Regions from separate parts of the Sus scrofa genome. Here all the other regions are linked to region 4. A link is a contact called in public Hi-C and promoter capture Hi-C data. All regions are on one chromosome and are shown on one strand. Each heading gives the region's core, a stretch centred on a gene start, on an enhancer-like site or on the middle of the called end of the contact. The rest is flanking DNA. Distances are from core to core; before and after follow the strand shown. Region 1 has its middle 170 kb from the start of MREG. Region 2 has its middle 260 kb from the start of MREG. Region 3 has its middle 130 kb from the start of MREG. Region 4 overlaps FN1 (fibronectin).

Region 1 (6,618 bases), core at 2,904-5,403, 370 kb before region 4:
AATGTGCATTTCTCAGATATCTGAGAGACATTCTGTAACGTATATTCCAGGCACTGCCTCTTACTCATCTTTTGGGCTAGTCCATCTGTCATTGACTGTCGTACTTTTCTGGAATCTAGGTTTATGTTTGTTCAGGAAATAATTGCTTGATGTGCATGACCCTATTTTGTGTTTCTTTGCTCTACTTTGTAAAAGAAATCACTTGCACCGTTTGCTTTTTTTTTTTTTTTTTTTTTTTTTTAACTGAGCTCCTATTACCTGACAAAGGATCTATTTTTTTGCCTAGGAAATGACTTCCTCTACAAATCAGTCAGTGTTTGGTGGGAACCATGCAGAGAAAACATGACTAGGGCCCAGAAGGAGTCTGTTTCTCTTTATCTCTTGTTCATTCTTCGTGGGCTCCAGAGAACCGTTGCAAGGAACCTACACCAGCCACTCTCCATTTCTGTGCCCTGATTATGATTAAGCCCATGTTTATGTTTTTACTCCTGCTGATATGGTCGGGGGCGCTCTAGATAAACATAAGATGTGGGAAAAATTTATCTCCGAGTCCTCTTTCCCTTTTGCAGAAAACTTTCTCCTCTTCTTGTCTGTCCCTTCAAACTCCAGTCTTGCTCTCTCTTACCACCACAATTTCTCCTCCGCCCTCCCATCTAGACCGCCCCATAAGTAGTGGTCCAACCTTCTTACCTGGCTTTCCAGTCTATACCTCTGCTGTTTAAACTTGCTCTGTTGGGGTTTCCTTACCTCAGGGATTTGTTGGAAGACTGGCTAGTTCTTCTCATAAATCAGTTCATGCCATGTTGATAATAGCTGATAAAAATCAAGAGTTCCTGTTGTGGCTCAGTGGGTTAAGAATCTGACTAGTACCCATGAGGATGTGGGTTCGATCTCTGGCCTCATTCAGTGGGTTAAGGATCCAGCATTGCCACAAGCTGCAGTGTAGGTCGCAGACAAAGCTCAGATCTGGCGTTACTGTGGCTGTGGCTGTGGTCAGCAGCTACAGCTCCAATTCGACCCCTATCCTGGGAATTTCCACATGCCCAAGTTGCAGCCCTAAAACAAACAAACAAGCAAAATTGATAAAAATCAACCCCAAATACGCATCCGCTTGCAAAGAACCCATTTCCATTTTATCCAGCTGAGATCTTTAATGCCTTAGCTCTGTCCAGGTAACCCAGTAAGATCTGTGTTTAGGGAAAAATTCACAGAACACATATTATACATTTTCAAATTTACTTGAAGCTTCAAATTTACTTGGAGATTTTTTCTTTTGGTGGGGGCAAAGCCCACATTATCTGTCAGAGCACATAAAGAGATACAGTAGAAATAAAAATTCCCCTGTCTTAAAAATAAAGTATGAGAAAATAAGACATTTCCAGTTCTGGTAAACTACTCTTGAGTTGGTCTCTAGATCCTCTGGGATTTGTTTTCACTTCTTCTCCCATCAAAGATTCTTGGATGAAATACTGAGAAGTGGTAGCTTAAGCCAAAACAGTTTTCCATGGTCAGAATTCTAAGCATTTTAGGTTGGTGGGAAATATTTTTTTTCTTTTTTGAAAATTTCTCTGATCACTTGTCTAGATGTGGAATGTAGTTGGTGAGCCAGTCCTGTGGGTAGGAGTACATTTTCTGGGGCTGAACACTTTTTGAGTCTCTCTACAAAGTTGTGTTCAATTCTGTCTGCGCTTTTGCACAAGTGTCTTTAGTGGGTAAGTTGGAGATCTGAGTGATGACATTTAGCAAAAAGATGGCAGAGATTTGCTTTTAACTTTGCATTTTTGGGTGAGATAAGATCCTTTAGGTACTTCTTCATAAAGGATATCTTAAAATTGTTGAATTATTTACTTACAGTAGAGAAGTGAATGTCAGATGAGAATAAATCTTCAGTGAACTTTGAAGAGAGATTTAAACGTTTAAATATGCAGTTTGTTTTGTTGCATAATAAATTACATTCTTTAGAGAATGAAAAACTGCAATGAGAAACTACAGAATTAATGGGATTCTCTAGTTATTTTTATTGAGAGAATTTTCTAGAAATGAATTATAGATTTCGGCAATAGTTCAAATTATTCACACTTTGTTGCTTTAATGTCTGCTGTATCCTTCTATGACTTCATAGCTCATGTGCTTTCTTTACAAAAGGGATAAACTTAATAGTAAAGTCAAAACATTACAGTCATTTCCTTTGAAGAAAAAAATGTCCCTTTTTATATTGTTTTCAACAAATAATTCACTGTAACTATTGATTGAAATATGCTTCCCATCCTTTGCCAGAAGTACTGGAGGGAAATTTTATTTTATCTTCCAGCAAAACTGGAGGGCAAGCATTTCCCTAGAGATTACAAGGGGTTTTTGGAAAGAGTCTTAACCAAAGTGGTTTTCGTATTCTCATGCTTCTTCATGAGATCTACTAGGAGAGACTCATTATTCAAATTTAAGCAACATTCTGGGAGGAACAACCCCTAAAAGCATTTATCCATCACTTAAACCCTAGTGCTAATTTGTGTATCAGCAGCTTTGCCATTTTCAGTTAAAAGCTATTGTTAAGAACATCTATTGTCAAGTCAAAAAAAAAAAAAAAGCCCACTATTTTAATCACAACATCAAAGGAAACCAAAAAAACATAGTGAATAACTATAATTGTACTGTTCTAACAGAATAAGTTCACCTTTGTGCTTTCCTTCCTGGCTTTGTCCATTTTCAAACATGTTTCTAATAGTGATGTAATCATATTCTAGACACTGTGCACCTAGCTGGGGAGCGGGTTGGGGGCAGTGCCTGTTTGGTGGGGCCTGTGGATCATAGGGGAAGACCAAGCAACAGAGGGGATGGCCACAATTTCCTACCACTTCTACTTTCTCCACCCTCCCTCCTGTTCTGCTCTCTACATCTCTTGCTTTGTCCTCCTCCTGACCTGCCTTCTGTTGGTCCATGAAAGTAAATTCAAGTTACCTTATTTTTGTATTTTAGGATGTTTACAATCATTGGGGTTTTCAAGTTGAAATTGCAAATCAATCACCCAATCTAATTTATTTTCTTTCCCCTTCTGCCCCTGAACACCATGTTCAGTCTAACCCACATGTATGAATTACCTTTCTCTTGCCAAGCAACTTGCAACTGGCGAATACAGAGATGACGAATTCTTCCTCACGTCTCTACCTACAAGTCACAGAGTAACTGGCAAAGAGATCATTACAACGGTAGATAAGGAGTGCTATCTTCTAGGAGAGCCAAAGAGGAGCTACATTTACAGTAACAGTAAGTATTATGAGAAACACTGGGATAAAGCTTAATATAGGAGGCTGTGAATGCACACTGTGGGAACCTTAACCTAACTTTGTGAACAGGTGCAGAGAAGGTAACAATTAAACTGGCTTTGAAAGTTTGGGAAGGCTGGGTGGAGAAGTGGGGGAGAGCATTTTAGGCACACACAATAACCCTGAGGTGTGGAATAGTGATGGTTGGCTTTAGTTCAGGCTCCAGGGCTAGAGGAGATCACTGAGTTAGGGTACTGAATTGCATGTTATCAGAGGCCTGGTGTTCTATGTTAAGTAGTTGAGATGTTGTTTTTGGGCAACAGGGTATCAAATGGAGATCTGTGGGCACAGAAATGACATGGTCAGTTTTTTGCTTGTTTCATTTTAAGGGGAAGTAGTTCTGGTGGATAAGGGATTGGCAGAGTGAGGGTGGCATGGGGGCCCAGTGGTACTAGGGCTCTTTCCTCTGTAGTAAATTTCTCACCACTTACCATGCTATGTGGTCTTTGTTGAAAAATGAATGGCTTTGCATTGCATCTGAGTTTGAGGAAGACTCTCATCTTGAATTTTACCCTTTGTATCCCATCAGCCACATGACTTAGGGCAAGACATCACTGATACATGGCACCACATCAATCCACTCAGTCCACCTCTCTTTCCTGGATCGTGGGATGGATGTCCAGGAAAAGCAAAGGGGGACACTTAAAATCCACTTATGGGAATCACCAGGGATGTCTTCAATTCAAGGCTAAATCCTTTTGGCTTCAGCTTCCGTTTTGAGTCCTGACTCTGTCCTACAGATCAAGAGACTGAGGTTGGCCTTCCTGGCCTGACTTTACTCTTTTATGACTCAGATGCTGTCTCACTCTTAATCTAACCTTTGGGCCCAAATCCAGGCTCTAGGCACTGAAGAGTGCAAAGGTCAGACCTGCCTGAACCTCCTCACCAGGGAACATGCAGATCATGCCTGATCTGGGTTCATTTCTCCTAGTGAAGATTTATTTCACATTGTTTAAAATCAAATACTATCCTAAATCTCCCTTTCAAGCAATTCCTTTCTTTCAACATACTTCCCTGAGTTACCCTCTCATTAATCCATTTTCTCCTTTAATTATCAACCTAGGCCAGCCTCTATGAACCAAATTTTCTTTTGGAAAATTGCATACTTAAAACATTTGTGATAATTCTAAACCACTGAGAGGAAAAAGAAGTTTGTCTATTAACTGGGGTATTGCACTCCATACTCCTGTTTTGGGCACTCTAAACCTCTGAATATTCTTTTTTTTTGGTCTTTTTAGGGCCATACCGAGGCATATGTAATTCCCAGGCTAGGGGTCGAATCAGAGCTGTGGCTGCTGGCCTATGCCACAGCCACAACAATGCCAGATCGGAGCCGTGTCTGCGAGCTACACCACAGCTCATGGCAATGCCAGATCCTTAACTCACTAAATGGGGCCAGGGGTCAAACCTGTGTTCTCATGGATGCTAGTTGGGTTTGTTACCGCTGAACCACAATGGAAACTCCAACCTCTGAATATTCTTTGTAAAAATGCTTTTTAATGGAAAATTTCAAATATATGCAAATTAGATAAACTCTGTGCTCATCATCCAGCTTTGACAGTTACCAACAAATGGTCCCATTTGTTTCAGCTGTACCCCCAACCACTATTCCCTTAGTCCCCAATGTTTTCGATGAAATTCTAGATCTCCTATGATTTTATATGTAAATATCTCAAGTGAAGAATTCCTTTCACAATCCTAACCGCAGCTTCAATATCACACCAAAATATCACTAACTTCCTGTATTATCGGGTAACTTGACTATTTTCAAACTTAACCAATTGTCTTAGTTTTTTTTAAATACAATTTTTTCAAATTGGGATTTAAATAAGGCCGTACTTTGCACTTGATTGATAGATCTCTAATCTCTTTTGAGCTACAAATTCTTCCTCCTATTTTATTATTATTATTATTATTATTTTTGTTAAGGTATTTGTTGAAGAACCTGGGTAATTCATCCCATAGCATTCTCCAGTCTGGATTTTGCTAATTGTATCATTTAAGGCCTGTTGAATGTGTTCCTGTATTCCTGTATGTCTTGTAAATTAGTGGTTAGATGTTGAGGCTTAATCAGATCCAGGTTTCCTTCTTTATTTCTGACAGTTTAAGTGGTGTTGAGTACTTCTACCAGTCTTTTTGTAAGCGGGCGGCCACTGCTAATCACAGCCAGGCTCTATTAATTTAATAAGGATTGCAAAATGATGACATCTAAACTCTATCATCCCACTATTACTTAATAATAGCTTATCAGCTCTTTGTTTGCACTAGTATAGTTGAGTAGCCAAGGCAAGATATAAGCTTAATTCTTCCCTTTAATAGGTTTCCAAAACATTAGTTCGTTGGTTAGCATCCTTCAAAACTGACTCATTAATTTCAAATAGGACTGTCATGAAATAAGCGTATTTGATGTGTTTGTAGTCACTGAAGTGATTATCCGTATTGATGCTCAAATGTGTTCCTCTTTGAATGGTGAGGATGTCGTCAAGTTGTTTTCAATTACCTTGAGACCTTGCGTTATGGTCTGACAAGATGGTCCATTTCCTTTCTCAGGCTTAGAATCAATCATTTTCCCAGGGAAACATGATTCCTTTGACTTGGAAATGATTTCTAGACACAGCAGTATGGGACCTAGGGCTGCTCATTGTTCTTGGATTGGTCATTTTTTTCCAGAGCTTTTCAGAGGACAGAGTGAAGAAATGTGTATTTTTTTAAAAATTTAATGCTTAAGTTCATGCTGATAGTGCTGGTTCAAATTAAGGACAACAGGGTGTTAATTCACAGATCTTACATTTGTATATCTTTCCCTCCTGTCAAGAATCCTGGTTTTGGATTAATTACACCAGCACAATTACTCATTTGTTTAATATCACAGTACACATATAACAGACTCTGAATAACAATACCAACTACTGGCATCAAGGATTTAATAATTGAAAATAGTTTATGATTTGTTTGCAGTTCTTTGAGGTCAATCCTAAAAAGGATAGTCAGTTTACAGAGCTTCAAATACCTTCTCTGTGTAGCTTTGCCCCCTACTTGATTTGCAGTCATTCACTTGATAACTTTTGCTCTCAGTTTTTAAAAAAACTTGTGCAAACCACAAACCTGTTTTATTATGGAAGATCATTACTTCTCACTTGCTCAAAATATACATAAGAGCAAAAGCAAAAACACAAAGCAAACTCCACGCACACACATACAGCCTCCCAAATGCTACACTGGTGGATATTTAGCCACACCACAATATTCTATTTTCCTTGTTTTTTCACTCGCCGAATTTTATTATATTATAGTTGTA
Region 2 (6,007 bases), core at 633-3,132, 290 kb before region 4:
AACAAAGTTATTTCTAACATATAGATATGACTCTAACACTTAGGCTATATTACACGTTTGATTTGAAAATGGATTCTATGTGTTTTATTCTATGTGTTTTATTATTGCCTTCTGTTGATTGGATTAATTGAATTTTCTCTTTCCACTTATCTCTTATCCTAATTTAGAAGTTTTACATTCTTTTTCATTCTACTTCTATTCTTTTTTCTGTTTTAATGGTTATCAGTACATTTTTGAAGCGTATACTCGAGTTACAAGGCTAAAGTTAATCCTCCTGACCAGTAAAAAGATCCTAGTACATTTTGACTGTACATAGTCATATTTTTCACATCTGGTGTTTTAGATCTGCCTTATTTTTTGCTGTCTAATGCCTTAAATTATGCGGTCCAAATGAAATTTTATAATTTTTTTGCATTTAATATTTTATAATTTTCTACATTTAATATTAATGTATTTACATTTAATATTTAATATTTAGATTTATGCACATACTTACCAACTTTGCTTAACAGTTCTTGTTTCCATTTACTCCTTGATTTAATTTCCTCTTATTCTGTGAGACCCTGTGTGCGGTACCTCTCATTCTTTGTTGGTCTGAACATTTGTTTTTAGTTTATCTTCATTCTGAAATGAGAGTTTAGCTTGATAAAGTATTCTGGGTTGGAAGTTATTTTCCTTTAATAAAAATAAATAAATAAATAGAAATACAGGAAACTCAATCCAATCTCTTGGGATAGAACATGATGGAAGATAATATGAGAAAAAGAATGTATATATATGCATGACTGGGTCACTTTGCTGTACAGCAGAAATTGGCACCAACATTGTAAACCAACTATACTCTAATAAAAATAAATCAATAAAAAAGAAAGGTATTTCCCCTTAGTTCTTTGAAGATATCTCATTTTCTTCTGGCCTCTCTTGTTGCTGGTAAGAAGTCTGCTGTCAGTCCAACTGTCCCCTTTTTAGTAAATTCGTATTTTTTTCATTATTTAAAAATTTTCTCTTTTTTTTTTTGTGGTCCAATGCATCTAAGTGTAGAATATCTTTTATTTGTCCCCCTTTGGCCTTTTGGTGTATCTTCTTCTATATGAATATTTATATTATTTTTCAATTCCAGACATTACCTCTTTGAATCTCCTTTACTTTCTCTATGAACCTTTCTAAAAATCTTATTAAATAGATTCTGCATCTTTCAATCTAATTTCCACCTTATTTTGTGTCTTTTTTTATTTTTACCTTAAAAAAAGTGTTCCCATGCTACATTCAAAGTAAGGTATCCTCAGACTTTTCTTCCAATTTGGCTCATTTTCTCTTCTGTTATTTAACCAATCCATTGAATTTTTAGATTTTTATCTTTTACTTCCAGATTTCTATTTGATTTTTTAAGATAGTGCATAGTCTTTTATCATAGTGTCTTATTCTTTCATCATGGAATTTCTTCCTTCTTTATTTGTTTTAGCTATTTCAAAACTACAGATAGTATAAAGTTATTTGGAAGTAATATTTGCTTTCCTGTGGGACTTTTCTGAGGGATCTTTGTCCAAAGAGACCCTCACTGATGTTAGATCTTTGTTTCATATATTACATAATTTAAAATTTTGCGACCTTATCTTTAGCAGATTTATCTTCCCTCTGTGGAAGTTCCTTATAGTATTCCCAATGGAGTTTCCTCCTAGAGAAGTTTTGCATTTGCTTTTTCAAGGAATTCTTTGCAACCAGCCCAGGAACAATGCCTACATCAGCTTCAAACTGGGACATTCCATATCCCAAGAAAGTGTGAAGTCAGACTCCATATCCAGTTGTGGCATGGGCTTGCAGCTTCAGGAGTGTGGGAAACTGCCCTCTGCCCCCGATTCTCACCCCCAGATCCTAGGGCAGAGTCCAGCCCTAGTCTGCTGCTTCCCTTGGCTGCGACATGGACTTTGTCTCTTTTCATCTCATTAAAGTTGTAGCACATTAGCGTTCCAGCTTCATGCAAAGGTCTCAGCAGCAGCTGCCCTTCTTGCTCAGCCCCAATGCCTCATATCCAGCCTTTGTGTGCTGGTATCAGGGCCTATTTCTCAATTTGATGTTAGTCCCTCTGCATCTCCGATTCCAGGGCCACTGCAACATCATTTGCACTCTCAGCCTTTCTGACCCCTCTGCATTTCTGTGCTCTTGGAATTCCTTTTTCTTTCTTTTTTTTGTTTTGTCTTTTGTCTTTTTTTAGGGCCCCACCCATGGCATATGGAGGTTCCCAGGCTAGGGGTCTAATTGGAGCTATAGCTGCCAGCCTATGCCAGAGCCACAGCAACACCAGATCTGAGCCACGTCTGCGACCTATACCACAGCTCAAGGCAACACCGGATCTTTAACCCATTGAGCAAGGCCAGGGATTGAACCCTCAATCTCAGGGTTCCTAGTCAGATTTGATTCCACTGCGCCAGGACAGAAACTCCTCCTCTTTATTTCTGATGAGTTCAGCTGGGAATTAAAAAAATATATACATATATCGAGTTCCCATCATGACCCAGTGGAAACAAATCCGACAAGGAACTATGAAGTTGCAAGTTCCATCCCTAGCCTCGCTCGGTGGGTTAAGGAGCTGGCGTTGCTGTGAGCTGTGATATAGGTTGCAGATACGACTCAGATCTGGCGTTGCTGTTACTCTGACGTAGGCTGGTGGCTACAGCTCCGATTCTACCCCTAGCCTGGGAACCTCCACATGCCTCGAGTGCAACCCTAGGAAGCAAAAAAAAAAAAAAAAAAGACATCTTTTAAATCTCTTTTTATTCAGCATTTCTCGGTATTTGTTGTTGAAGTCACTCCTTCACCTCACTTGCCCATATTGATAGGACTAGTTAGTTTATTTTCTCCAGAAAAATACAACATACTGTAACATAGGCTCCTAATGAAAAACTTTATTCATAAAGAATCTTGAGTTATGTGTACATGGTGCTTAAAACTATTAGTAAATTGTATGAAAAATATCAGTGGAATGTTTGGCACCAAATACCAAAACTCTTTTTAATTAACCCTTTCCCTTTCTAGGCTTCTAAAAACTTATTTTAAAAATATTCTGGGAGTTCCCATAATGGCTTAGCAGAAATGAATCTGACTAGTATCTATGAAGACACAGATTCCATCTCTGGCCTTGCTCACTGGGTTAAGGATCTGGCTTTGCTGTGAGCTGTGGTGTGGTCAAAGATGCCACTTGGATCTGGTGTTGCTGTGGCTGTGGTGTACGCCGGCAACTACAGTTCCAATTTGACCCCTAGCCTGGGAGCTTCCATATGCCACAGGTTTGGCTCTAAAAAGACAAAAAAAAAAAAAAAATCCTGCATTCTGTGAACATATTTGAATTATCTGATTAGTACAGTGGGGCTATTTCCTTAAAATAAGGAAAAAAACTGTTGAAATAAATTTCTGTTTTATTTGTTCAGGTTTTGAGGCCAGATACCAGTCAAGTTATAGCAGAGAGGTAAGTAAATTACCTAGTGTGTAAGATGCACTGCATGTAAATATCAGCTAACCAACAACTGTGTGAAGATTTCCCAATAAAGCAGATTCTGCATTGAAAGATGTGAAACTGATGTCTTCACAGCAAAGAAGGTCTAAAATGGGTGAAGAAGGACAAAGACAAACCTTAGTGGAATCTCTGTATGAAATTGGTACAGCGAGTCAGGACCAATTACAGAGTATCCTTAGGGTTTGGAGTGGATAGTCATTGTCTTCTTGCCACTAGCATCTTTTCTAACCCCTTTGATAACAGCATTCATTTTCTTTGAGGAAACCTTTCTCCATGAGTCTGTGAGCCTCCTTGGGATGGTAATTTAAGGTGCCTGGCTTCCTCTGGGCAGCTCTCCCAAACTGGTCCAACCATACTTTCTAACCTGAGACTTTGAAGCTTGAGGTGAGTCTACTAGATCAGAAGAATGATCAGCAGTGACATTTTTCATTAGTGCCTGCTATCTGGATTCTAAGACACGTCTTTTTTTTTTTTTTTTTTGAAGGGGAACTTCTTGGAGCTCCATTTCCAGTTTTCTCTTTTATCTGGTGACTTGCACAACATTCTTACAAGAATTTCCTTTTCATCTTAGGCAAACAAGAATTACTCTCTGCTGCTGGCTACCAAAGAATCCCTGGGTTGCTTTGCTTTATACCTGGAATATATTTCAGTATGAAAATAGCTTTTGGTAAATTATAGGCCATTCTAAAACTCAGAATTTGAAATTAATGTAAAATAATTACTTCAATTTTATCAATATTGGACATCAGTCATTTTTATGTTTTGAGTTTTCTTCAAGTGAGTTTCACCTGTATCATGCTTTTTAAAAATGTAGTTGATTGTACCTTGGCAGGCATAAGTTGACTTGGGGATATAAGTCTGCATAAGTTGACTTGGGGATATAAGTCTGCAAAGCAAGTTACGGTGTACGTATGAGGCTCCACCGTGTTTATAAAGCAGAGATGCTCTTACTATTAAGCTTGTTCAAACAAGATTGGGTGGGTGCTGCGTGCACGGTGGTTAAGAACCTCTTGTGGCCACATATTTGCTGAAAAGAAAGAGTGGATTTGGTTCGAGTTCCCCTTTTTGGAGCTTTTATACTTGAGAAAGTGTTCTCAGTGTTTTATCATTTTGAAACTGCTGTGTGTAATAGGAACTAATGAATCAGTTTGTCATTATGAAAACCAAAGTAAAATTAGAATGTTGTTTTGCAAAAGCACATTGGCAGTTGCTCTGTCCAGAGTTGTGTAAGTTGTTCTATGTGTGGCTGTTCCATGAGCCTTTAAATATACATACACCCAGGTTTCAGGCTTCTGTGGCTTGGATCAGAGTGATCTTCCTGTCTGCAGTGCCCCTTTCACTGTCTCTTTGCCTATTGAAGTCCTACGCATCTCCCAAGCCAACCCAAACATTACCTTCCCCTGGAACCTTAGTTCTGCCCAGTGGAATTAGTCACTCTGTCTTTTGGACTTCCTAATCCTTTCTCATTCCTTTGGAAGGTTTATCTCTTCAACTAATAGACTCTGGGCAACATGGAAAAGGGAGGAAGCACTGGTCCAGAGCTCTCTGCACTGTAACTGTTCAATGTCTGTAATCAAATTAGTTTATCTCCTTAGGAACTGAATCCTCTGCTTCCTCGTGTATTCAGGGAATCCTTTTGGTGTGTTTCTCAGACTACCTAATATATGTGGTATTGCCAAGGGGCTACCATCACATGCAGAAGAATTTGAATAATGCACACTGTGGAAACTAACATAAACCTTCCACCTCGTTCTATATTTATTTCCATTTAAATGTTACCCGAACACTTCACCGTTTGAACACTCTAATTTGAGGGAGATGTAACAATCCTTTTCAGGGATGGGTCATTTTTTTGGATAAAAGTGTTTCAATTTATCAGTCATATGGGGGGCTTGAGGAGAGTTGTGTTTTAGTTAGTTTTTTTTTTTTTTTCTGTTTAAAGACACATCTGTCCTTATTTGAAATTAGTCATGGCCATGCTCATCTTTTGGTGATGGAAGTTTGAGGAGTGGCCTTCATAGGCCCCTATGGTTCACATGGTGTAGTCTATGGGCTCCACGTGGCCGGAATATCTTTCAGCACCACACGGCTCACCCCCTGATCTGGATCTCTTGTTTCATGCACGTGCTCTTTCCATGGCCACAGCAATCTTTCTATTCCTGCTTCCTGTGCTCAAAATCTTTTACCACTACTTCTTTGCTTGGCCAAATCCTACTCATCTTCTAAGAGTCCACAATAATTCTATTACTGATTTTCAAAAAGTATTTTTCATTTGTCAGTGATACAAGAAAAAAAGAATGGAAAATTCTAGTAAGTGACTCCTACAAACAGGTAGAAATAAGTAAAATAATCATCAGTGTTGACACTTTGTTTGAAAGAAATGAATAGAAAGACAGTGTCTTGGAGGGACATTTTATGTCACTGCACAGAGAGGCTGTTCAGGGGAAGTGATGTTGGAGTTTAGCCCCCAAAGGGAAGCCTTCAGTGAGCCCCTCC
Region 3 (6,196 bases), core at 2,850-5,349, 410 kb before region 4:
GAAGACAGGCTCCTAGAAGAATGGTTCAGTGCTAGAAAGGAGAGACCCAAAGGGCAAGCCAGTGTGCCAGCTTGCTTAATTGTGCCCCAAGTTGGTCTAGGATTGGTTCCGGTAGAGGATGGCTAATTTTTCAAAATGATTATAGTCTTGGAGATTTACTTTCTCCTCTAACCCACTTGATTAAAGACTCAGTTAAAACCATATTCTGGTCTCAGTTCCTCTTTGCATTGGGAAGGGAAGGAACTGAATCCATGCTTGGAGTGAAAAGGTGAAAGAGGAGCCATAAATGTGAGGAATCCAATGCCTTGAGAGGTTGCAAGTATGAGGTCCTCTTCCTTATCCTTGACAGCACTGGGTATTATTGAGATTTCTAATTTTTGTTCATTGGATTGGGACAAAATAATTCTTCACTGTTGTTTTCACATGTATTTCTTTAGTTATGCAGGAGGTTGAACATTTGAACATCTTTTTAAAAAAATTAGAATATTGTTGATTTACAGTGTTGTGTCAATTTTTGCTTTACTGCATAGTTACCCAGTCATATATGTGTGTATATATATATACATATATATATTCTTTTTCTCATACTATCTTCTATTATGTTCTACCCCAAGAGACTGGACATAGTTCCCTGTGCGTATCCATTCTAAATCAAACAATTTATTGACTATTTGTACTTATGATTTTGGTAAACTTTTTATATCTGTCTCCATTTTTCTGTTGCAATTGCTGGGCTTTCCATTTTTAAAATTTGTATGATTTTTTTTGGTATGAGATCTTTGAAATTTATTTTTATTATTTTAGTTTTTATTTTGCTTTTTTTGCTTTTTTTTAGGGCTGTACCTGTGGCATATGGAAGTTCCCAGGCTAGGGGTTGAATCAGAGCTGCAGCTGCTGCCTACACCACAGCCACAGCAACTCAGGATCTGACCTATGTCTGCAGTCTATACCACAGCTTGGAGCAACACCAGATCCTTAGCTTACTGAGCAAGGCCAGGAATTGAACCCATATCCTCATGGATACTAGTTGGGTTTGTTACTGCTGAACTGCAACAGGAACTCCAGTATGAGCTCTTTTTAAATGAAAGAAATTAGTCCACTCAAATGTGGTGTACATATGTTTTTCAATATTCTTGGTTTTTCAACTTTATTATCTATTTTTTTCTATTAAAAAGCTTTAAATTTTAATGTAGTCATTTTTGTCACTCTTATTTTTGGTTCTTCTGTCCCATGTTTGAGGCCTTCCTTAAACATGTTTCAACGCCATTAAAAAAAATAATAATAATCCCTATTTTCCTTAATCAAAATGCCACTTTTATTAAAAATTCCCATATATATTCAGGTCTGTTTATCAACTCTTTTCTTTCATTGTTACAGTATTTCTCCAGTACCCTTTTTTTTTTTCCTTTTTTTGTCTTTTCGCCTTTGCTAGGGCTGCTCCTGTAGCATATGGAAGTTCCCAGGCTAGGCGTCTAATCGGAGCTGTGGCCACTGGCCTATACCAGAGCCACAGCAATACAGGATCTGAGCCGCGTCTGTGACCTACACCACAGCTCATGGCAACACCGAATCCTTAACCCACTGAACAAGGCCAGGGATCGAACCCGCAACCTCATGGTTTCTGGTCTGATTTGTTAACCACTGAGCCACGACAGGAACTCCCCCAAATTTTCCTTGCTGTAGCTTTATTATGTGCTTTAATATCTTCTGAGGCAGATACCCTCTTGGTAATTTTCCTGGCTATTATCACAGTTTTGTTAACATATTTGACAGTATATACCAACAACAAAGTTCAATACCAACAACAAAACTTATGTTAAACTTATAAGTTCAATACCAACAACAAAATCTTGTTGGTATTGAATTTATAAGTTAGTTTAGGTGAAATTGACATCTTTGACAGTGGGGAATCTTTCTGTTTTTATTTTTGTCTTACTGTTTCATTTTTATTGCATGGTTATAGCAAGTGCAACTGGCATAAGGAGGTTTGGAAACAAAACTAAGAGCCTATGGTAAACATGCACCACAATTGTTAGGAACTGAAGAAACAGAGCAATCTACTAGAATGCTCTGCTTTACATGCCTTTTAGCAGAAGGAGAAGGTATTGGTTAATCTGATGGTTTTGTTATGTGGAGGTCGGGTAAAGGAGTCTTTGAATTCAAGGAAACAATGTGTCTTTCTGTAGGAGTTTTACACATCAAATTTAGCTTTGTTTTCCAGAATCTTCTTCTCTGTGTAGTTCCAGGTTGGATTTTACCAAAAGAGAAATTTGTGTGACGTTTGCAAGGCAGATGTGAAGCAGCAGCCATTTTCTTTAAAGGTCATTGTGGACAGAGGTGATGAGAGGCAGGTACATGAGGGCAAGTGGGTTTCAGTGGATTCTTGCTCTTTCCTATTCCACGTCCTGCTCTTCTTCCTGACTCTGACCCTACCGACCCAAAGCAAACCAGTCCCACGAATGGACATTTGATTGTGAACCCATGGAGGTGGTAACTAGGCAGAGGTAGTACTCTTCCCAGGCTAATATGCTCATCTCCTTTTGCACATCACTTTTGGCAGCTGCATATGCTGTGCTTCCTGATTGCCCTGGTCACACAGATCAGCTCTATACAATGGGGAAGAAGAGAGTCACACAAGGATGCAAATATCAGGAGATAGGAATCACAGGAGGCCATCTTGGAGGATGGCTACCACTTATTCTGCCTCACTTTCACAGAATGTCCTATTTTCACATGTTATTTTGTTCCTGAGTATCTTTTTCTTTCCCAACACCCAAGAGTGGGTGCAGCAGAGGGAGAGCTGCCAGATAACTAATGTTCACCAGCAATGTCAATGAGTTTCAACAAAGGAGTGCTTGTCCTCTACCATACAGTGACTCTTACATCTAAAGTGCCAGCTACACCTTCTCTGCAGAGTATGGCGTATAAATAACTAAGAAAAGAGAGGAAATGGTACTGGGTGGGAAGGATCCAAAAGAGGGAACTCTGATCTTTCCATTGTTGGTCTGAGTCTGCCAGCTCTAAGAGAAATCCCTTTACTTACCCTTCTCCTACTCTATGGTGTGGACAGGTCTAGATGACCACAAACCCTCTGGGGTTCTGTATCTCCTTTTCCATGCATGCACACACCTACTCTGAGGATGTGAGTAAGGAGATGGGGCTCCTATGAATTGGAATTCTCTCCTACCATCTGTAAAAAGTTAGGGCTGCACTTGGCTCCAAGACACTAGGGATTCCCAGTGATAAACAGATGATAAAATGCTGCACTTAGAGATATTCTTATATATTCCCAACCTCCCACTTCTGACTGGATCTATTTTAAGACAGGGGCTCTGTCATAGACGGACAAACTTGTCTATATCTCCCTAGATCTTAATTTCATCTTTTTTCCCCCTCAGCATCACATCAGTTTCATCCAAAATGAAGACAGCTTTTCCTATTTATTAAATTCCTCTTCTGGTTAAAATATTGGAATGATTCAGCTTTCTCACATGTTTTCTCCTGTTTTGTCCTTGTTTTGAGAATTCTGCCTAAGCCCGGAGGAATTTAAGGATTTCCAGAATCAAGTGATAGGTGTTCCAAATGAGATATGAGCATTTACAAAGAAAGTTGCTTAGCAGCTATTTACAAACAAAGGCATTTTTCCAACGGAAAAGAATTAAAAAGCAAATGATACCATTAAAGGGCAAAGAGTCAGGAAGACTACCTTGATGGTATAAAAATTTACTACTTGATCTCATTTTTTTATAGTGCAGATAATGGTTGCTTGAAGAAGGAGGAAAATGTGTCAAGGGACTTTGATGAAGAAAAAAAAGTAAGCCTGTATGTTGGTTTGAAATGATGACCGAACAATGATTTCATTTCACTGTAGTCCAGCAATAAATCTATAACTCTTCTCTCACCAGTGACACTAGACACTGTAGGGAATCGAGGCCAGCTAGTTCCAGGCACTAATCTTTCCTGCTGGGAAATGCATCTGCTAGGTGTATTGGACCCAGAAAATCTGGCAAGACCAGTTTTTGTATGAATTGGCTATTAATCTTGACCACTCTTGCTTACAGTTCATCACTTTAGGGGCTATAGTCCAGTCATGCTGAGTTCTGGGACATTTCTAATGACTCGTTACCTTAGCATGTCTCAGAGCACAAGGAAGCAGCTACTTGGATGTTTACATTCTTTTCAGGCAAAAATGAAAAACAAACAAACCAAAAATGATTACAGGAAGTAAAGACATGAGCTGGGGTCATTACTTGAACTCACCCCCTGGCTTCACCACCCACTAACTGGCACTTTATCTCATGGAACCTTACAGTCTGTGTCTATAAAATGAGGCAATTGAGTTAGAACAATGTTTTTGGCTTTTCCATCACCACAAACCCGTTTTATTATTTTTCCTCTATAGACCTTTTGTTTTGAGAGATTTTATCTAGACGATGACATGTATATTGTAGTAATTCATTTGTTCTACTTTTTATTGTATTTCCATTTCAAAGTTATCCATATATTAAGCAACAATGTATTTACACAATGGTGTATAAAAATGTTATGAAATCATATAATCAAAGCCATGGCTGAGATGCTAATAAGCATCTCATGCTAATATCTACTGCTATTGTTCACTTTATTTTGGGTACTAAATGTCACTAAGTGTCTTTATTTTGTGTGCTAAGTGTTAATTTTACCTCCTTTACAGAGCCCTTGGCACACAAATAACTAAAAAATAAGGAGGGACTGGCACTGAGTGAGTAGGATCCAAAAGAGGGATGGCAAATTCAAGGTCTGAGGTTATACGGCCAAGGTCATGATTATGAGCTCCTTCTTTACCGTGATTACTTCATATATGGGTTTAGGAACAAACCCTCATAAACTCATCATTCCTCTGAGGACATAGAAGCCAATGAGAACTGATAGGTGGAAGATGGCTGGTATTAACATGTTACACAGACCTATTTCTAGTCAGAAGCAAAACCATAATCATGTGTGCCCTAACCAGAAGTATTTGTATGCTTCCCTAGGCTATTAATCTTGGATGGAAATATTGTCAAAACCTCTAAGTATATAGAAAAATTTCATAATTCTAGAATTCTTGTGCAACAGTGGTTGTACTGCCTTCTCATCTACTCTGTTGTGTGGTGGTTAGGTGGAGTTTGGGGTTGATTGGCTCAGTTGGTTGGAGCAGAGTGCTAACTGTATCAGAAGTTTTATTCTGTTTATAACCATAGGTTTCCCTGCTCATCTCTGCCATCCTTCTGAACAATGCTTTCTACTTGTCACAAGAGAGTCACTCAAAGTCCCTTGTTCTACTTTGAGTGCCAACACCGGCATGAATTTTAAAGAGGGATTTCCTATTAGTATTTTGGAATGCATTAGCTCTGCACCTCTACTGCTTCAAGGAAACATCTCTCTCTCCCTGTTTCTCTTTTTTTTAGTGGCCCCCTCTGTGGCATGTGGAAATCCCCCGGGGCCAGGAGTCAAATCAGAGCTGCAGTTGAAGTCTACTGCACAGCCATGGCAACTCAGGATCTGAGCTGCATCTTCAACCTGTGCCACAGCTTGCAGCCACACTGAATCCTTAACCCACTGAGTGAGATCAGGGCTCGAACCCACATCCTCACAGAGGCAACATTGGATCCTTAACCTACTGATCCACTGTAGGAACTCAGGAAACACCTTCTCTTTGTTTCTTCTCTGTCATCATAGGGTATACCAGCTAGGAGTTCAGTAGGCTGAGTGTATGCATCAGAGAATGATTAGATTTTCAATCAAGGCAGGCGTTAGAAGAGGAATATTAGCTTTGCAGACAGGGAATCTTTGGTAGGCAGAATAATGAGACCTCTCCAAAGACATCTGAGTGCTAATTCCCTGAATCTGTCAATATGTTTTTTTACATGGCCAGGGGAAATTAAGGTTGTAGATGGAATTAAGATTGCTAAGCAGCTGACATCCAAACAAGGAGATTATCGTGTATTTTCTGAGTGGGTTCAGTGTCATCCCAAGGGTTGTTCTAAGTGGAAGACAGGAGCTAGAGAAGGAGAAGAAATGACAATGGAAGAAGAGGTCAGAGAAGAGGTCAAAGTTATCCATATATTAAGCAACAATGTATTTACACAATGGTGTATAAAAATGTTATGAAATCATATAATCAAAGCCATGGCTGAGATGCTAATAAGCATCTCATGCTAATATCTACTGCTAT
Region 4 (6,859 bases), core at 3,024-5,523:
GTTGAATATATCCTTAATTTTAATAACTAATAACTAATAGAAAGTGTTTATTGACCACCTATATCAAAGTAGTCTATTGTTGGTATAAAAGTTTATTTAAGAAATAGGAGTTCCCGTCGTGGCGCAGTGGTTAACGAATCCGACTAGGAACCATGAGGTAGTGGGTTCGGTCCCTGCCCTTGCTCAGTGGGTTAACGATCTGGCGTTGCCGTGAGCTGTGGTGTAGGTTGCAGACGCGGCTCGGATCCCGCGTTGCTGTGGCTCTGGCTTAGGCCGGTGGCTACAGCTCCGATTCAACCCCTAGCCTGGGAACCTCCATATGCGGCGGGGGCGGCCCAAAGAAATAGCAAAAAAGACAAAAAATAAATAAATAAAGAAAATAAAATAAAGGTTCTGCTGTGTTGTCTTCTTAAAAAAAAAAGTTTAAGAAATAATGTTTATGATGGTCTTTAAGCATCTAACACAACCTTCATAATTAGCTCCCTATAAGATGCTTAAAATATGTGAATTCAAAAAAAGATGGAAAATAATTTAAATGTCAAAAACCTTTCAAGTAGAAGTCTTTTAGCCTTTCAAAACTTTTAGAGCCACCTACATAAAATAAAGGAAAATTGAGAAAAGGAGCAAGAGCACCCAAAAATAAAACTTTTCCAAGAAACTACTACCTAGTTTGGAAAGCTGAAATGTTCTATAACACAGTTTCTGGGTGAGCATTCCAGCTACACAGTAGTTCATTCCACTTTACTGGATGAACAAGACTCCTTTGCAAAGGCTGTTGGGAGATACATCCCTCTAATGAGAAAAAGAGCACTCCTGGTAAAAATCAAAGGGCACAGATTAAGGCTTTTAAAAGTGCTGATTAAATAATAAAGTAACTAAAAATATAAACAAAATGCTGATTAAGTGAAAACTGGCAAGCTTTCAAGGCATAAATTAAAATCCTCATCAAGTATTTTTTTTTCCCCTGGTTGCAGGGCCTGTCAATTCCAGACAAACTGCTCAGATATTTTACCCATGAGGGCTGCCCATGGGGCAGTTTATTTTTCCTTCTCACACCTGTGCTTAATGAGTAGCAGTTTTGCAAGCTTCAACATTTTTAAGGAAAGATGGGAAGGATTTCATGCCAAAAAAATATAATCAAGTTAAGAAACAAAACTACTGTAATTTATCTCCATTCAACCTAGGCTTAGAAGACCATGAAATAGTAAAAGACACTATAGGCTTTTAAGGCAGAGAGTTCCAAAGGTCACCTAATCAATGGCTTCCCCTCTACCAGAACTGAAAGAGATTAAGAACAGGATAAAAGCCAAAGGTTTTCAAGAAAAACAGCTCACCTTCGTTTAAATGTAACCCCTAGGGTCAAGAAGTTATTTCTTATCAGGGATAAGATTTTTTTTCAGCAGGCAAGGGATTTGGCCGGGATGGGTATTGTCCTCATGTGTGCATTATTCTTAAAGAAAAGCCATTTTTCACTTAGAAAAAAAAAAAAAAAAAACTGTCTTTTAAAACGTATCCCTTTAATTGTATTAATTTCAATCCTTTCCAAATGACTGGATCTGAAAAATTCATTTTGTGCTTAACCATAGTCATCAACTCAAAGTCAATTCTCTTTCAATTTCCATAATTGCGCATGCTCCTCATTTACCATCTCCAACAAGGAAACATCCAAATACACCCTCTACACACAAATGTACGTGCTCCTTTTTGTTACTGAAAATTTAAGCTGACCTAAGTTCTGAGAAAATCCTATCTCTATGGCAAGTCCAAGAAGAAACAAGGCACAATCCTAAATCAAGATTTATTTCGCCTCTACAACACACATTCCATCACACAGATACTAGGCTTCCTAAGAGGTTACTGGTGTAGAAGAAAGAATCCACTACTGTCCTTAAGAAAAACTTCCTCTTAGAAAAATGAAGAAGTGAGGCCGCCCTGTGTATGTTGCAGCCGCTTGAGTGCAAGTCTGTGAAACAAAATAGAAGATGGTATGAGTAAAAAAAAAGAATAAAAAACTACTACACCTTAATTTTTTAAGAACAACTTTATTGTGGCGTAACTTACATACCATAAAACTCACCCATGTTAAGTGTACAACTCAGTGATTTTCAGTAACTTAACCAAGTTATGTAGCCACCACCACAGTCTAGTTTTAGAACATTTATTTCCATCACTCCAATAAGATTCCTTGTGTTCATTTACAGTTATTGCCATTCCCATCCCCAGCCCCAGGCACCTAGGAATCTACTTTCTGTCTTTTTTGTCACGTTTCCCTCTCCAAATAAAGATGAGAAAAATAAATCCAAAGAAATATCCTACAAATAGAAGGATGTTGTTTGCTTAAGAACCCATCCTGTCAGAATAGTTAGAATTCTTAAGGGAGTGAAAGGGAATCGTGGACTTGAGGCATGGCTAGTTTGAACAGGGTCAGAGTGGAGAGATTTAACTATCTCTCCAGTTAGAGATAATTGACTTACACAATTACAAAGGACATTGATAATAAAAGAATACTGTAGCAAGTCTTGTTATCTGAACTAAAAAAATGTTTCCATCTCCAAAGTTCAAAAAATAAAAGCTGCTTTCAAGTAAAAGGGTAAACTCTCAGGCATTTCTGTAAAATTCAGTCCGAATATTATATATATGTTTGCTTATGAGACATTTGAGATATATCATATCCTTAAGCAAAGTATATCTCAATGGATTGAAATACAAATTACTTCTGAAATGTAAGTCACTTGGGCTTTTTTTCCCTCCAAGCTCTCTGTGTATATTATTCTAGTGTATTTTGAGTAAGTAAATATATCAAACTATCATGGTTTTGGTTGATGAAATACTTTTCTAACCACTTATTTCCTTCCCCCAGAATCCATGTATTTTAAGAAAGCATTGGCTTCAGGTTTATCTTGCTTATATCCTGATTTCCAGGTACCCTTCCCTCTGGCAGGAACACCCAGCTTCCCAGAAATTTACTGAGAATTTTACAAGGGGCCCTTTTATACTTGAAAGAGAAAACTGCTTTGTCAAGTGATGATGAGAAATTCAAAAAAACTCTAACCCAGACGGGACTCTAAATTTGGGGAAATCCGAGGCACTCTTTCAACTGGCAAAGTTGGTCACAAAGATGCCTCAAGAAGTTATTTTACACTGCTTATAGGAAACTGATATTTGCTGTGTGTGTGAGTGTGTTTCCCTTTAATTCCCTGTGTTAATAAAAGCAAATGTTAGTTTTGTGTCTTTGATGTGTTGGGCATTTTATAGACCAGAGTTCGAATAACCCCATGGCAGTTGCTAAAGGTGGAACATTTGGAGAAAACAAGTGCTTGCAGAAATAAACATATTTAGCTAACAGATTTTCTAGATTCCCAAAGCAAATAGGAGGTCCACACTACTAACCTAACTAGGAGGCAAAGCTTTTGAGTTTTGGTCCCTCAGAAGTTACTGAAGAAAGTCGAGGACTCCTTTCAAAGATCCTTCCTTAAAAAGCAAGTGTGGTTTGTGTTTGTCTGTAAAAAGGACTGATGTGATGAGTTGCTAAATGCTAGAGACTTCTCAGATTGTGCCTTTAGAGGGAAAGACAGACACATCTTAAATAGGAACTTTCCACATTCTTGGAGTAAGTAACACTTGAAATGTGAAAAATCTGGCAGCGAGGCTGGGGGAGGGGAATTCTGTGATGAAATCGATGTCCACCAAATGAAAATGCCAAATAAAAGCAAGAAAGAACTGTAGGAAGGCAAGTCTGGAAATGGTCTTTTCTCAACTTTTAGTGACTCAAAGATCTCTACTTTGCGTAAGGGGCGCGGTGAACATGGGGAAGGACACCGCGATATTTCTCTCTACAGGGTCGACCAAGTTTTCCAGGTTTTAGCGGTAACAGGTATCGAAACTCCAGGGAAAAGACTTTCTTGCATATTTGAGGGGAAAAAAAGCAAACTGCTGCTCTGTCCTTTCAAAAGCAACCTCATTCTCTAAATTTCTCCCTGATCCGTCAAGCGCCCCGCAGAACTCTTGGCACTTAGTAGAGGCTCATTGAAGGCTCTCTTTTCCCTTCTAGCCCCTCTCCCCGCCTCGACCCGCGACCCTGGCTAGCACGTCCTCAGACCCCGCAGATACCGCGTTTGGAAGGGGAAAAGTCCTAAGAAGAAGCTACGAAGGCAAAGAAAGTTAAGTTCTCAGTGCACAGTAGACCAAAGAAAGGGAACCGGAGGAAAGCCAGCCCCGCCCTGGGACGGCAGAGGCTACATTCCTACATCTGCAAGGTGGTGGCTACTTTATGGTTTTTCCTCCCCCCGAAATACACTCCACTAAGCAGAGATATTTTCCAGAGGTGACGCAATGTCCTCAACCTCTCTCTGCATCCCCATAAAAAAAAGGGGGGGGGGGAAGCGGGGGTGGCGGGGGGACTCGCGACCCCTTCGCTACACACGACTCCAGCCCTCCCTTTCCTGCCTGTCTACCCCTTCGCAGCCGCTTCCTATCCTTCCCCTTCTGCCCCCTAAAAGTTTGACGACCGCAAAGGAAACCAAAAAAAAGTTCTCTTGCCCCAGTCCTGGCGGGCGATCAGCATCTCTTTTGTTCGCTGCGAACCCACAGTCCTCCTGACGTCACCCGGAGCCCAGGCCAATCGGCGAGCGGTCGGCGGCGGCGGCAAGAGGAGGGTGGGGGGAGTCTGACCGGTCCCTCCTCCCAGGCGCCCGAGGCCTCGCGGGGGCGGGAGGGGACCGTCCCATATAAACCCCAGCTCTCGGGTCTCCGCTGCCCGCGCCGGCTGCGCTTTGCAGGGGGGGAGGAGAGGGAGCCCTAGGCGCGAGCGGGAGAGAGGGGACCTGCAGCCACAACTTCTTTCTTCCTCTCCTTCCCCTCTGTCCCTCTACCCTTCCCCTTCCCCATCATCCAGCCCTTACCTTCTTGGCGGCGTCGGCCCGTAGCGGGCACTGGAAGGGACTCCTCTGGCAGGTTGCGAAAAAGAAGTCAAACTTGGTGGAAAGTTGTCTCCTGGTTAGAGCGTCTATATCCCCGCACCTTCTCAAGATGCTCGGGGTCCAGGACCCGGGCTTCTGCTGCTGGCCGTCCTGTCCCTGGGGACAACGGTGCCCTCCACTGGAGCGTCGAAGAGCAAGAGGCAGGCTCAGCAGATCGTTCAGCCCCAATCCCCGTTGGTTGACAGCCAACGCAAGCGTGAGTACTGACCGCGAACTGAGACAGGCTGTCGCAGGGGTGGGACCGTAAAGCCAACCAAAGTTGTGGCTAAAGTTTTGTGCGCGCGCGAGTGTGGAGTGAGTTCACGCTGCCTGTGGACACAAAAGACTCTGGGTTTGAGCAGGCTGGTTCTGGGGGCCTAAGATAGCTACTGCCTTGGAGGACAGGGGCTCTGTGGTGTCCGGCAGGGCTCTTATCAGCTCTGCACGTCCCGGGCGTCCTCCTATGAATTCGTCGAAACTTGCCTTTAAAAAGGAAAATGATGTGTGCCTTTAAATTTTCCATTTGGGATTAGCGTGGTCTTTAGGCTTATTTTCTTTGTTACTAAAACAATTGATGGAATATTTTCAAAATGGGGGTGAGGAGAGGGTAGCTAAAAAACTGTTGTTCCTACTTTGAATGAGATGTAATTGGTTCAGATTGCTTTGGGGGCCCTCAGGATGCTTCTCCAAAAAGAGAGATGGGAATTCCTCTTCCAGTTTTTCAAAGACACACCCTCCCTTTTCCTTGGCTAAAGGAAACTGCCTGACTTATTACTCCCAAAGAGCACTGAAATTCCTTGCACTTTTTAAAATGTAATTCCCAGTTATCTGCTTTTCAAAATGTTTCCTTTGATGCAGACCCCTGGCCAGATGGAAATGACATCATTGTATAATGTTTAACTCGGTCAAAGAAAAAAAAAAAAAAAGGAATACCTATATGTCTACGTGTACAAATTGCAGTTAACTCTTTAGATAGCTAACTCCTTTTAATTTTCCACATGCGCTGATGATTAACTTTTTTTTCATATGTTGCTTAGGCTCCTCAATTTAGTTGTACAAGAAATTTCCGTAATTTGGAAAAAGGAAGAATGTAATAACTTTTTCCTTCGATTCTTTACAGCTGGTTGTTACGACAATGGAAAACACTATCAGATAAACCAACAATGGGAGCGCACTTACCTGGGCAGTGCCTTGGTTTGTACCTGTTATGGAGGGAGCCGGGGCTTCAACTGTGAGAGCAAGCCTGAGCGTAAGTGGTGGGGACCCTGCCCAGTTCTTAGTGTCTTCTATTAATGGAGAAGTGGTGCCTGTTCCTTAAACTTAGTGTTAGTAGTAAAATTACATACACCATTTTCCCAATAGACTTGTCTGTCATTGCCTCTTTAAAAATGTTTAATAACTGCTTTTCACATGTTCCTTTTACCTTTAAAACAAAAGAACAAATATATCCCAAAATAGTCCCTAGAGCCTTCTTTTTGTTTTACTTTCCCAAAGCCTTTGATGAAAAAAAAAAAAAATGAAAGACGTTGTGTGTTCTTTCTCCCTCCAAAAAAAAAAAAATGCTTATAAAATTTTGGTTTATTAGAAAGTAATTTCGAATCTTAAACCGTAAGGTTATGAGGCAGCACAACCTTTGGGCATTATACTGTAGAGCGATTTGTCGGCTGCAGTGCAACATTAAACCACTCACGCTTCAAAGTTCTCATTCCTCTGTGACCCGTGATATGTTTCTTGTAAATCATGGCAACTCATACAGAGAAGCACCGGTGAGGCTAAAACGGAAATAGTAGGATTAACAAGTGACAATGCCTGAGGGGAAGTGGGGGAGGGCTCTTCAAATTGTTTGCTTTTTCTGTGGACCTTGATTTGGCTTCCTGAGCCAGAAAGGGGACTCTAAAGCC

What was found. Promoter capture Hi-C pulls out the DNA fragments that hold promoters and counts their contacts. A called contact is a pair of places that touch in the nucleus more often than the background predicts.
Region 1: a Hi-C map of liver shows a contact between it and region 4, with 9 times the contacts expected there. The contact joins two enhancer-like sites. A contact is called at or near these places in 2 of 5 promoter capture datasets (fetal liver and liver) and 3 of 47 Hi-C or Micro-C datasets (embryonic fibroblasts and liver).
Region 2: a contact with region 4 is called in a promoter capture Hi-C map of liver, with 6 times the contacts expected there. The contact joins two enhancer-like sites. A contact is called at or near these places in 1 of 5 promoter capture datasets (liver) and 1 of 47 Hi-C or Micro-C datasets (embryonic fibroblasts).
Region 3: a Hi-C map of embryonic fibroblasts shows a contact between it and region 4, with 1.6 times the contacts expected there. The contact joins two enhancer-like sites. A contact is called at or near these places in 1 of 5 promoter capture datasets (liver) and 1 of 47 Hi-C or Micro-C datasets (embryonic fibroblasts).

What each region holds. Positions count from the first base shown.
Region 1 is chr15:118,099,071-118,105,688 of Sscrofa11.1, reverse strand. No RefSeq gene overlaps it. Among named protein-coding and RNA genes, the nearest start is that of MREG, 170 kb to the left of the region's middle. Within about 2 kb of position 4,153, at least 1 of the 83 cell types and tissues checked has an H3K27ac peak or open chromatin away from gene starts, as enhancers often do. A contact at or near this core is called in liver, where this site is marked.
Region 2 is chr15:118,013,911-118,019,917 of Sscrofa11.1, reverse strand. No RefSeq gene overlaps it. Among named protein-coding and RNA genes, the nearest start is that of MREG, 260 kb to the left of the region's middle. Within about 2 kb of position 1,882, at least 1 of the 83 cell types and tissues checked has an H3K27ac peak or open chromatin away from gene starts, as enhancers often do. A contact at or near this core is called in liver, where this site is marked.
Region 3 is chr15:118,142,379-118,148,574 of Sscrofa11.1, reverse strand. No RefSeq gene overlaps it. Among named protein-coding and RNA genes, the nearest start is that of MREG, 130 kb to the left of the region's middle. Within about 2 kb of position 4,099, at least 4 of the 83 cell types and tissues checked have an H3K27ac peak or open chromatin away from gene starts, as enhancers often do. A contact at or near this core is called in embryonic fibroblasts, where this site is marked.
Region 4 is chr15:117,728,910-117,735,768 of Sscrofa11.1, reverse strand. FN1 (fibronectin) reads left to right here. Exons shown (of 50, transcript XM_003133642.5): 2 at 2,861-2,922; 3 at 4,500-4,655; 4 at 5,001-5,175; 5 at 6,079-6,207. Among named protein-coding and RNA genes, the nearest start is that of FN1, 4.8 kb to the left of the region's middle. Within about 2 kb of position 4,273, at least 61 of the 83 cell types and tissues checked have an H3K27ac peak or open chromatin away from gene starts, as enhancers often do. A contact at or near this core is called in embryonic fibroblasts and liver, where this site is marked.